Regions from separate parts of the Bactrocera dorsalis genome. Here region 2 is linked to region 1. Evidence: chromatin contacts called from public Hi-C data. All regions are on one chromosome and are shown on one strand. The core of a region is the stretch at or near the end of the contact, and the rest is flanking DNA. Distances in the headings are between cores, read along the strand shown. Region 1 overlaps LOC105229801 (platelet binding protein GspB). Region 2 holds the start of LOC105229801 (platelet binding protein GspB).

Evidence for each region. Hi-C and Micro-C count contacts between places; a contact is called where the count stands out from the background.
Region 2: a contact with region 1 is called in a Hi-C map of whole body, with 9 times the contacts expected there. The contact joins the promoter of LOC105229801 here to the enhancer-like site in region 1.

What each region holds. Positions count from the first base shown.
Region 1 is chr4:60,518,354-60,524,495 of ASM2337382v1, forward strand. The region is part of intron 3 of LOC105229801 (platelet binding protein GspB); the gene reads right to left. Trnas-cga (transfer RNA serine (anticodon CGA)) reads left to right here and starts at 5,405; the gene lies at 5,405-5,486. Within about 2 kb of position 1,353, the one cell type or tissue checked has open chromatin away from gene starts, as enhancers often do.
Region 2 is chr4:60,606,175-60,613,256 of ASM2337382v1, forward strand. It overlaps LOC105229801 (platelet binding protein GspB), which reads right to left and starts at 4,673. Exons shown (of 11, transcript XM_049454139.1): 1 at 4,653-4,673.

The sequences.
Region 1 (6,142 bases), core at 103-2,602:
CGGAGACAACTATAATAACGAAAGACAATGGCATATGAAAGAAAATTCAGTGGAGTCCATTAAGTCATGTCGTCTGACTCTCTGTTTGCAAATATGTGAACTTGTTCTTCAGTTTTTGAGATATCGGTCTGAACTTTTGCACACATTCTTCTCTCTTCAAGATGTTGCTCATTTGTCAGAAATGCCGATATCGGATCACTATAGCTTATAGCTGCCATATAAACTGGCCAATAAAAATATAGTCTTTGTATGAGAAACTTTTATATTTGACAAGATATCTTCACGAAATTTGATACAGATTATTGTTTCAAGCAACGGTACGATGTCTGGAGAAATTGTTCAGATCGGACCAATAAAACCTATAGCTGCCATAGAAGTTGAACGACCAAATCAAGTCCTTGTGTGGGAAACTTTTTTAATTGAGATGATATCTTCACGAAGTTTGGTCCGAATTATTGATTTAAGAAACGGTACGATGTCTGGAAAAATTTTTCAAATTGGACTAATATAACCTATAGGTGTCATACAAGTTGATCGATCACATAAAGTCTTTGTATGGGAAACTTTTTTAATTGAGAAGATAAATTCACCAAATTTGGTTCAAAGTATTGTTTCAAGCAACAGCACAATATCTGGGGAAATTGTTTAGATCAGACCATTCTAGGCTATGGCTGCCATATAAACTGTTGGTCAAAATGAAGTTCTTGTATGAGAAACTTTTTTAATTGAGCAAACATCTTCACGAAATTTCCCACAGATTATTGTTCAAAGAAACGCTAAAATCTCAGAAAAAAAATGTTCAATCTAAGAACCAGAGCAAATATATATGTATATAGCAATAGCTATCATACAAACTGACTGATCAAAATCAAGTTCTTGTATAAAAACTTTTTATTTTAAGAATGGTGTTATACATAGTTTCCCTGCATCCAATAATAAAAATATTTTTGTTATTATATTCATACAGCATAAAACTTTTCCAAATGGCTTAGAAGATATTACTTGCTAAACGCTTTAACTTATTTGTACGTATGTATGTTCTCTGCCACCGAAAAATTATTGGCATGTGCCCTTTCTTGTTGTCGAAGTTTTATTACAGTATTGTTGTGGCATATTTAATTATTAACGCTGCAATGTTGAACTAAGCTTAAATAAACAAATAGTAAAAACAACAACAATAACAACATGGATATGCCTTCTCACACATATCACACTATATAAGACACGGTGCGTTTATGTAGTTATTCATACCCGTTACCTCTCGAGTATATGTATGTCAACTTACACCACTCGCCTCACACACACCAAAGTTTCCACATTTCAGCGCAAAACAAATGTTATTGCTCGCAATTGCATTCGTGCTCTTAAAATGTTTTAATTGCATTTGTCATATATCACATTCGCTTTCTCTTCAAACGCGTTGCAACATGCACTGGCAACAAATATTTTGCTCTTCTGCACATATTTCGCAAAATGCGCTCTTCTTTTGGTAAATTTCTTTCGCTCATATTGCACTAAAATGCATTTGGAGGCGAAGAGTGTTGTACACGCTACGAAATGAGTGCAGTTTTTGAGCATATGAGCGTGCGTAAGTCGGCGCGGGAGAGAGAATGAAGGAAATTAAAAATTATGGGGTTGTAGAAAAAGTGAAAAAAATGTAAATCACGGCATGTTTTCATCCCTTCAATAGAAATCTTCCACTTCTGGCTGCCCTTCATTGCTTTCTTGCCACCAGTCTTCAGTGAGTAGCAATGTTTTGTTGTTATCTTCGACGTGTTGAGTGATTTTCTTATCGCTAAAATTCTTAAGGGTAAAAATTATATATATTTTTTTTTATTTTTGAATGTAGCTTTATTATTCACTTCCCCTAAACCCAAAACACACACACGCGCCCAACCTACAAGCGAATACACGCATCGGCAAACCCCCTCACCTCGCTCTCAAATGCACCGCATGCTCTCTCACTGAATTCTCTCAGGCCCTCATTAAACAGAGCACGCAACGCGCTAACCCCCAAAGCACCCCACCACTGCCTCCTCCCACCAACTACGTTTAATAATGCTTCTAAGCTTTCGGGGGCGGTGTGAGGTGGCAGTGTGCGTTTCACAATTACTCACACACACACATGCAAAATATTCATTCATTTTTCCCAGAGTCAACTTGCAATCGCATTACACTGCATTTTTTGTTGCTGTTGTTTTGGTTGCGCTTTTATAATTTATTTGTCATCGCCAACCTTGAAGCGCGTTTTCGGTGGAACGAGCGTAAATGGGGGTTCGCTTGTTACGCTATCGCTTTTCCTATGCACGCGTTAGTTTGTTGGTGTTGTTGTTGTTGTGCTACAAGCATTTGTACGTTTACGTGTTTTCTCGCCTATTTTAGCTGCTACAATTCTTTATCGTTTATTATTTGTTGTTTTAGTTATTGTATGATTATTGTTTTTGCTGTTGTTGCAGTGCACGCGCAAGTGCGTGTCCATAAGTCTATCTACAGTCATACGCCCTGTTGTACTTGCGAACGTACATATGCGCATCAGCCAGCTACATACACTCACACTCATACACATGCATTCCGCATGTACAGTTATTAAGACGCCCGTTTGGTGTTCGCAAGAAAATGCACTTAAAAGTACATTAGGCATTAACCCGTTTGTGGTTACAAAAAATATGAATTTATTTTCATAGTAAGGAAATAATAGTATGTGTGTGCCAGACGGCGGACTATTATAAGAATTTTATAAGAAAAAAAAATATTTTTTGCATTATTAGCGTTTTTTAGTGTAATAGACAGCTTCTGTGATAAGATTCTTCACAAGAACTTGAGTTCGATCGTTCAGTTTGTATGGCAGCTATATGCTATAGTGATCCGATATCGGCGATTCTGACAAATGAGCAGCTTCTTGAGGAGAGCAGAATATGTGCAAGATTTCAGATCGATATTTCAAAAACTGATGAGAAATTGGCTCTTTTCAATTAGCTCAAAAGCAACTCTGCATCTGGTTGATATGAAATCCGATAAAGGAATCGAATAAACGCAATTATTAACCCTTAAAATCGGACAACAGGACAATTGAACAAATATTAATGGAAATTTAGAAGAATAAGTCTATTGAGCTTCCTTAACTTTTTGAAAGGCTTGGATGTTCTGTAAAGTGTTTGCGAGTATTATTCTGTACTCATATCGGTTATTTTCAAAAACCCCAAAAATTAGTGTCTGCATTGAACTAACTTCGTTGATATCGAAGAAAAATCAAAATCCGTCGAAGGGTTGTCAAGTTGCTACAGACTAGAGATATATTAAATAGTCTTTTATGGACTTTGAAACTCACAAGGTATTAATAGTGAAACGCCTTGAAATTCAGACCAATCTGCGCTCTATTATTTGAATAATTTTTTTAAAACCCCTTCGCATCGATCTATATGTTTTCTGCCAAAATATTGACGTACGCGCTTGTTATTGTCGATGTTTTAGTACAGTATTGTTGTGAGATATTTAATTATTAATGCTGGAATGTAAAAAACAACAACATCAAGGATATGCCTTTTCATGCAAATCACTATATATAGGACAAGTTGGATTTATTTAGTTATTCACACCCGTTACCTATCTGTATTCCCAAAAATTAGGCTATACATTGAATTAACTTTGTTGGCGTCTAAGAAAAATCAAAATCCATCGAGGGGTTGTCAAGTTGCTATAGGCTAGATATATAATAAATAGTCTTATATGGGCTTTGAAACTCACAAGGCATTAATAGTGAAATGTCAGATCAATTTACGCTCTATTACTTGAATAATTTTTAGAAATCCTTAATATCGATCTATGTATATAGCAATAGACGTTCCAAATCCCAAATTATCAAATTTCGAGTGTAAAAAGCAATTAAGCTAGAAATAAAAACAGGGAAGCTCAACGCTCCAGAAAGATATGTCGGTGGATTTTGGTTAGAGAACAAATTAAATAAATTAATTTAGGTTATTATATATGACCTTGATTTTTTGAACTGAAAATCATCATACAAGTATAATCTGCTCTAACTAGAACCAAGCTCAAAGAAAAACTACCATAACCTAAAAACAAACAAGAAGGTTGTTATGGCCTGAATGACATACATAAATCATGAAACGGAAGATCACTGTTCCTATTCTCATACTTCCAGTAAGTTTTTCACGATGAAAATAGTTTAAAGAAGAAATAGAAATGGGAAGGTAGGTTACTAATTAACTATTTGGTACAAAAAATTGCTAAGGTAGGCGTGAAAACTGTTAGCGAATCAACAAAGCTAATAACGAAGTGTTAAAAATGTCAACGGAGTACAAAAACAAAAGCCTCTTCCAGCGGAATGACAAAGCAAATTATTTGCTAAGCAATGATTAACACATTTGCTGGGACAAAAAAATAAATAAATTTAGTTGAGTGTTGAGGTTATGATAATTACATTGCAAAAATCTATATAAATCTGATGCAAAATAGAAAATCGTAATCAAAACAGAAAGAAGTTTAAATGCCTCACGCACAGCCAGCCGACAAGCTGTGGAAATTGACGACAAATGTCTAGACTTTTTGCCTTCTTGAAGTCTTTTAAGAATGCACTTCCGATGACCCGCCCACAGCGATTCCTTCTTCCATCTTATAGTACAATAACAACCAACTACAAGTTCTCTACCAACTTATATGAGTGTTACTCCATTAAAAGCAATTCCCGTTAGCGCCTCACACCACCAATGCGCCGTTAGCCCAGCGAAGCTAACTTTACGCCATCACCTCATGGCATTATTCAGGCGAAACATTTGTCTCGGCCGTTAAATTTACAACACTGATAACGGTGTTAATGCATGTCCACACGTAAGTATGTGTATTTGTTGTAGTATAAGTGTGCTTGTATAAGTATATGTGTGCATGTGTCAATCACTACGCTGTGTGACGCCTAACGTTAGCATTTACAGCAACCGCAATCACAACAACACTGCGAACATTAGTAACAACAACAATCACAATGCATAAAGCGTAAGAAATTGATTTGTCATGCTGCGCATAAATTGCATAATGACGTAAGCGTAAATGTTAGAAGCACTTTTTTCTCTCTTGATTTTTTTGCACTGGCGATTGACACAGTGTTCAATGGCAGCGACGCAAGGGCTTGATAGCGATTGTTGTTGCATTATATTGCAATTGTTGCTATTGAGCGCAATCATAATTAATCAATAAATTTGTGACACACTTACATACATACATACATGCGTACACATGAATAACTGTAAACATGGTGAACTAAATCATTATTGCGCTTTTGTGAGCTGCTGGGCTCTTTCTTTGGGGAAAAATATAATCTGCGAATGTCTTTGCAAATTATGCTAAAGGAGAAGCAAAACTAAGTCCTTTTTGTGAGGAGATTCAAATGCAAGCAGTCGTGGCCGAGTGGTTAAGGCGTCTGACTCGAAATCAGATTCCCTCTGGGAGCGTAGGTTCGAATCCTACCGGCTGCGGTGTGGTATTTTTTTAGAAACTTTGGCGCTGCAAATAAAAAATTTAAAAATTTTGACAAAACAATTTTAAGAAATATGTGTATGTAAATAACTGAAGAAGTTTAGATTTGCTAGTGAAATACAAAAACAAAGGGGTACAGATTGCGAAACGTTATCTTCTTAAGAGTTGGAAAAACATTAGGAATCAAAATTATTAATGAGTAATTATATTGGATTTCAATTGCATTACCAAAAAAGTAATAGTAATCGTTAAAACACCCAACAAGTCACTACATAACAACAAAATTTTAATATTTTTCTACTTAAAATTATCTCAAATCCAATAAAAAATTTAATACTACTCGTATAATGGATGAATAACGATAAAAATCGAATGACTGATAAAAAATTTTGATTTCGAGACACTTTAGAGTGTTTTAAAAATCGAAATTAGTATCACAAATCTTATATATTTGAATGTTCGGAGAAATTTTCCTCACTCACAGTGTTACGAGAAATAAAAAGTAAAAAAAGAACGAATTTTTGATGTTAACAGGTGGATATAACTTCTTAAGCGTCAGACTAAGATTTTCAAAAAAAAAAAAATATTTGGCTCAAAGTTCGCTTTAGCATCCTAGAAACGTTATTCATATGGTGAAATAGTGAAAAAAATGTGC
Region 2 (7,082 bases), core at 3,423-5,922, 91 kb after region 1:
ATTAATAAAATAAATTATTTATTAATTAAATTACTAATTAACAACGTAACGTTCCTAAAATTAAATCCTATAATTTTTGTTTTACTTTTAATCGCACAATGCTTATCAAGCTGCTTGCATTTTTCTCTAAAAATTTAGTTTACGTCACAAAATATACAAAAATTAGCCGTAATTGGCGTTGAACCGCAAAAATTAAAAAAAGTGTATAAACAGAACAGGAAAAGAAATATTAAAAAAATGCTTGCAAAATTTTTGCTTAATCCGAACTAAAATTAAAATATTATACTTTACTAATTATTTTAAAGTTTTCAGTTCCAATTATTGTTTCTAAAAATTGTATATTTTATTTTATTAATTATTATTAATGCGGCTTCTTAAAACATAGATGAGTCGTCCGACATATACTGTTATTGATATTATATAAATTTATTTGATTTTTTAGTTTAAGGAGTTCAAAATTATTCATATCATCATTGTTTATTCTTTTTCTATTTTTTTAGTAATATATTGTTTTTAATATCACTAATTAAATGTTATATATAACAATTATTATAGTTTTCATTAAAAAAAAATCACTTTTCAATAATTTAATTCATTTTCATATTTATTTCAACACTGAAAGTTCCAATGTCCAATCAAATTCAATTTATGTTAGGTGAGGTTATTCTGGTAAACCAATGAGCCACACACATACCAGTTTTGGTCATTTACCATATGGAGTTCAGTAAGTGGGTTCAGTTACTGGTTCCATGAGCAATAGTCATCCTTTGGGATTCAAGGATAATTCAATTTCAAATCACAAAACATATTTTCTTTGTATCTTAGCAGCTTTTGTAGAATATTTCACGACATTTCGCCTTAGAAAATTTTAGAAAAAAATTATGATTTAAGTCTTAAATAGACTACTTCCAAAGCAGCACAGTACAAAACTCAATTTTCGCCTTAGAAAACGTTTAAAAAAATAATTATTTAAGTCATAAAGCCACACAATACAAAAATCACTAAGAGTCTCAACAAGTCTCTTTTTTTGTTTTCAGTCCTTTGAGTTTTACATTATTAGCGCTTTAAGTAGTCCAGCTGTACTTAAGAAAGATTTTATTATTATTATATGTAGTAATTTTGTTAACGAAGATTTATTTTTTTTTTTGTTATAGTTTAGTTTTTCATAGTTCACTTCGGAAAAACAAGAAGAAACGCACGATGAACTGTCATTATACATATGTATATCTTCCTCTTCTTTATTGGCACCGCTTATAGAGGTTATAACTATATACGTATTTCAATTAGTCAATACTTATTTCATGATATCTTCAAATCATATTTGCATAACTATTATTCCTAATTATATTTTTTCAACCGAGTATCTTTTATGCACTTCGAAGCAGTCACTTTTAAGGTGGAATGCAAAAGCAATTTTTATAAGGTCCTATTAAACATATACATACGTACATATCTATACACAGCTCACATTTTTAAATATTTTAAAAGCATTACCATAATTTCTTTTCACAAAATACAAATACACTTGCATATTTTTCTTGCCTTTGCTGCTTAAATGCTATTGGAAATCCTGAGGCACATTATTGGTTAAGCTTGCTCACTTAAGTTTGATCAACATATGTATATATTTTTTATTCAAAGCACTAACACTCAAGAAACAGATTTCCAAAAGCCAAGTTTTTAATTAAATAATTAGTCACTTTTTCACTATATATGAATATATATTTTAATCTGAATATAAATCTTCCGCAAATTCGTATTTAGCACATATTTTTCATGCTTCTGAAAAGTCCATTTCGCAACCACACAAATGTATAGTTGAGCATTACGCCAATAAAATTTACAAAAAATGTACTTAGAATTTCAATATTTTTAGTCACTTTGTTTAATAATGATTGTTTGTTGTTTTCTCAATATTTTTAGTCACTTTACTCATAATTGTTTCATGTTTATTTTTTTTCAATGTGTTTACTTGTATGCTTTTTAGGGAACACTAAAATAACCTTTGGTGCAGAGCAAGTACTAGGATAAATAGTTGTAAGGACTGACTTAAGCAGTGTTTGTCCGGTTTTTTTTTTTTAATTTTTTAAATTTTATTTGCAAAACAGAAAACTAATATTGTATTTATTCAAAGTTTTCATATTATTAAAACAGCTGATTAGGAAATTTATTACAAATTTGCGAGCACTTTTGTTGATTTTCTGGCACTTATTAGTTATTATAGCTTTCTTTTTCTTTAAATTTAGCACTCTGCTACGTTTAAGGTTTTTATTAGGTTGTTTTGATTCAAAATTTATATATTTTTTTTTAATTTTAGTTAATTTCACTATACTTATACTTTTTAGTAATTTTTTAAATTTTTATGAATTTTCTTTTTAATTTTTTTAAATTAAAATTTGTTTTTAATGTTTTAATATAATATTTTTTTTTGTTATGTGTACTATACTACTACATTTTTTTAAATTAAAAAGTTATGGCTTTTTGACGGCCTTAATCATTTCTAAAAATATACTCAAAACTTTTTGTTGTTAATTAATATTAATGAGTTTTGCATTTCTCTAGGGTTTTATTTGCTCTTTTATATATTTGCAATATTTTTCAATTACTACAAAAGTGAATAAATTAAAGTTTTCAATAGTTATTTTTTATCCGGTAACTTTAGCTATTATCGTCCGTTTTAAAATGTTGCTGCATTTAAGGATCACATAGATTTTATTTTTATAGTGTTCAATTTTACTACAAAAGTTAATAATTTACTAATTATTATTAATTTTATTTATTAATTTCATCTAATTAATTTTATTTAATTAATTTATTAATTATTATTAATTTTTATAATTAATTATTAATTATTATTAATTTTTAATTACAATTTTTTTTTCAATTTTATAATTTGTTTTGATTATAACTTTAATTTTATTAAATTATTTTGCATTTACTTTTACTTTCTTGCTTTCGTTTCAAAATATTTTTATATCTTTCCAGTTTTCTAGGCACCCATTCACACATTACACTCAATTTTAATAAAAAATAATAACAATTCACTTCGGCTGCATTGCCGTCGGTCAAACAACACGACATTTTTTCAAACCTACCGCACTTTCTCACTGCTATACTTCCGCTATGCGCACGACGTTTACTGCCTTTCCCGCTTCGCTAATGCTTCGTCGCACTCGAAACACTTTTTTCCAGTTCACTTTGCATACTCGTTTGGCGTTGCATTTTTACAAAAGTCTCATTTTTTTCGAAAACTTTCAACATTTCACGAAATTTTTTATATTTTCAATTACTTAAAAGAGTTCAGTACACACTACGCTGGCACGGCAAAAAACCAACAAAAAAAAGTAATTTCTTTCCGCCTTTTCTACACAATCAGCCGCCGCTGGTCTTTCTGTAGTCAGTTAGTTAGCGATTTGCTGCTATTGCCGCTAATGCGATCCGTTCTTAGCCGTTGCGTGTCTCGTCTCGTTCGTTGCAAGCGAGTAACTTTTTGCATGTGTTGCGTTGCGTTCGCTGAGTGTGCGAATATGCGGTGGCTGACTGCCGACTGCCCGACTGGCTGACTTGCTGCCTGCCTGGCTGGCTGCTTGCCTGCTTGGTTGGTCGGTTGCTTGCTTGGTGGCTCTTGGTTGTTGGTTGTTGCTTTTTTAGTTGGCGTGCTAACTGGCTAACTGCACGAGTGGCTGCCCGAGTGGCTGCTGTTGCCGCTGTCGCTGTCGCTGCCACTGCTGCTGCTGTTACTATTTCTACTTCTATGGTTGGTTCCTTCCGCTGGCGCTGCCTGATGACAGCCTAAGTGTCCCACTGCCAGGCTATCTCACTGGCTTGCTAAGTAGCCCTGTGTGTCCAACGGCGCTGACGCACTGACTCGCTAGCTAGCTGGGATGACTAGCAGACTGTTTGGCAGATCGACTGGCCCGCTCCTACTACCAACACACATTCGGTACTGTCGCTGGTGTCTGGCCTAGCGCTGTGCTGCCACCGCGACTCTAGTCACTTTGCTACACACACACACATACACACCTAAATGCTGGGCGCAAACATATGTCGGTGTGTGCGTCTTCTAGAAATTTTGTGTGTGCGAAGTGCCGCTAATGCCGTTTGAGTGAACTCACTCGCTCGCGGACGCTCCTGCCAAAGTCATAGTCTCCTATATTAATTCTATGCGATACGTTGAGTTTTTGCTGTTGTTGTAGTGGTCAGTAGTGTAGTTGATGCGTGCAGTTGTAGTTGTGGCGATCCGCAAACATTTTGTGTGTGGAGCCAAAACGCATTAACACTCAAAGCATCAAACCGCTGCCGCCAGCGTCGCAGAAAACTTAGAGCAAACTCAGCGGAGGAGCAGGCGGCCGAAGAATTCGTGAAATGTTACGTACGGCCAGTGTCACTGTCGTGAGAAACAGTAAAATGCACACACTCACACACCCGTTTATGAGTTCCAACACTCAGAAATTTACAAATTTTACACAGCGCCACCTTCCCCCTTCCGCGGTCACAGGCGTAACATATGCGAAGCAGCGCGGCTGTAAGCAACATTTTGTTGGCGCTCAGCGTGCGTTTTTCTAGCTAATTCATAGCTGAAATGCTAAGGGCACACAAACACACACCCACACACAGACACACCAACGAACGACCACCGACGATTTACTCACTTGCTCACTGTGCGTTTCAGCGGCTCGAACAGCGCGCGCTCCTTGCGCCACCACCCGCTCCTTGTTGGCAGACCGCGCGACTCTGAGGCACACACTTGTTCACGTCACGCTCTGTGTGCGAAAATGCAATTCCACTCAAACTAGTCTCCTAAACCTCCTATTGGTCTTACATATGTGCGGTTACGAGTGCGAGCCACGTACCGGCGCACCACACCCCGCCCACTTCACACACTACCATTGCCAGTGGCATTTCTATTTGCAGTCAACGCACAATTCGCATGCGAACCTCGGCGGCAGAGAGTCTTGTTGGCGACAAAGCGTCCAGTGGTTGGGAGCGTCAGAGCGTATGTTGCAATTCGAACTCCTGTTGGCCTACAGCGCCGCTCAAATACTCGTGGAATGTGCTCTTAAAAGCAAGGAGAAGAACTGTGAGCACACACACGCATACAAACATACAATCAACTACCTGCAAACTACAAAAATCATCAAGTAGTCAGTGGCTTTTGCTTAGAAATAGGCGCTCACTACACACCTTCCGTGGCCCCCGCCACCTGTTCACATACCAGTCACACATACAAGCAACACGCAACTCACTCCTGCTGTGAGCGCACATGAGTAACACGCTTTTACTCTTTCACTGTTTAAGCATAACGAGTTGCAAAACGTATCCCCACCAACAAACATTGCGAATATACACTCTTAAATGTTGCCAGCAACATGTTGCGATAGCTTGTAAGAGCGCCAATCAGCATTTAACTGTACTGTAAAGCAGTAGTGGCAATAAAAATAATTAAAACAATTTATTATCATTACATTTTAGCTCAAACTCATGCCGTTGCCGTTACTCTTTGGCCTGCTGCTGTTTGGCAACATGTTGCTGGGCGCACACTGTTGTGTAGCAGTAGTATAGGAAGTGTCTAATGTATGGAGTAGGCGATTTCTCCATTTGAATTACATACTTTGAAATGCGTAGAATATTTTGGTGTAGTGTTAGCGAGAAGTGAAGGGTTTAAGCTTATGTATATCAATGAATAGAATAGTTTTCGGCACTCGTGGTGCAAATGAAAAGGTGAAATGTTAACGAAAAGTTCTTTAACCTAATTCGGATAGCTAGCAAATATTAGTTTGGGGTATTTGATGTGTATTTCGAGTGTGTTTTGAGTGTCAATAAATTTAGCAGTAATTAATAATTAATTTAAATATATATGTATATATAAAAATAGTACATATTTTACATATTTTCAAATAAAATAATTTAGTATAAAATTTTTTTTAATTCATTCAACTTTATCTAGTTTTCTTCTATTCAATTTAATTTAATTCAGTCAAAAGTCGAGTTTTTGCAAGCCAAAAGCGACTAGGTTTTTGGTAAAATTCAACGTGAAAAAATAGCAATTTTTAATTATTTTCAACCGTAGGTTATTGTGCGGAAAATATCTTCTATTAGAGAATTTATTTTTAAATTAATTATTTTTTTTTTGCTTTCCATTATCTCATTCCTTCATCATTGTACCCAAATCAATTTAAGTTCAATTCAATATTTCGCTTATTATAACTTAACTAATCTTAACTTAACTTAACTTAACTTAACTTAACTTAACTTAACTTAACTTAACTTAAAACTTTACTTAAAACTTAACTTAACTTAAATTAAGTTAACTTAGCTTAATTTAGCTCAACTTAGCTTAATTTAATTTTAATTTAGTTTAATTTTATTTAATTTTATTTAATTTTGTTCAATTTAATTTTAATTCTTAACTTAATTTTAATTCGTTTTTTTATTTTAATTTATATTCTATTTGATTTTATTATATTTTTTTTTTTAATTTTTTTTTACTTAATTTGTTTAGCTTATTTTTTTCAATATTTTTTTTTAATTTAAATATTAATTCTACCTTATTTGCTTAATGGTAATTTTTAATTTAATTATTTTATTTTTTATTTAATTTCATAGACTTCATTTTCCAAAAACAATACTTCCGACTAAATACCATACCAATCACACTCAACATTCGTTCAACTGTTTCCACTGTTTTTTTCTTTTATTTACTACATATTTTAGCTACTTTTTTACCTCTACAATTTCTCTGTCTCTAACTTTAAACATTTCTCTACAAAATTCAAATTACTTACGTACATACATACATACATACTTGTATATCGCAAAAGTGATCTCGTTATCTTTCTAAAAGAGACCTATCTACGCGTATACCTTACAACCTTCAATGTCATAGCTGTATAAAGCCAAGAAACCGCCGGCAAATTGCGCTCCTAACTACTAAAACTCTTGTCGAAATCTCTAACGCTCCTCTATCATCCGTCATTTCATAGCATTTTTATTCAGCTTTTACACGTTTCTACGCAATTCATATGGAAACGAGTGGAAATAAAATAATTTCTCATACGCACACGCGCACACACAAATTAAAA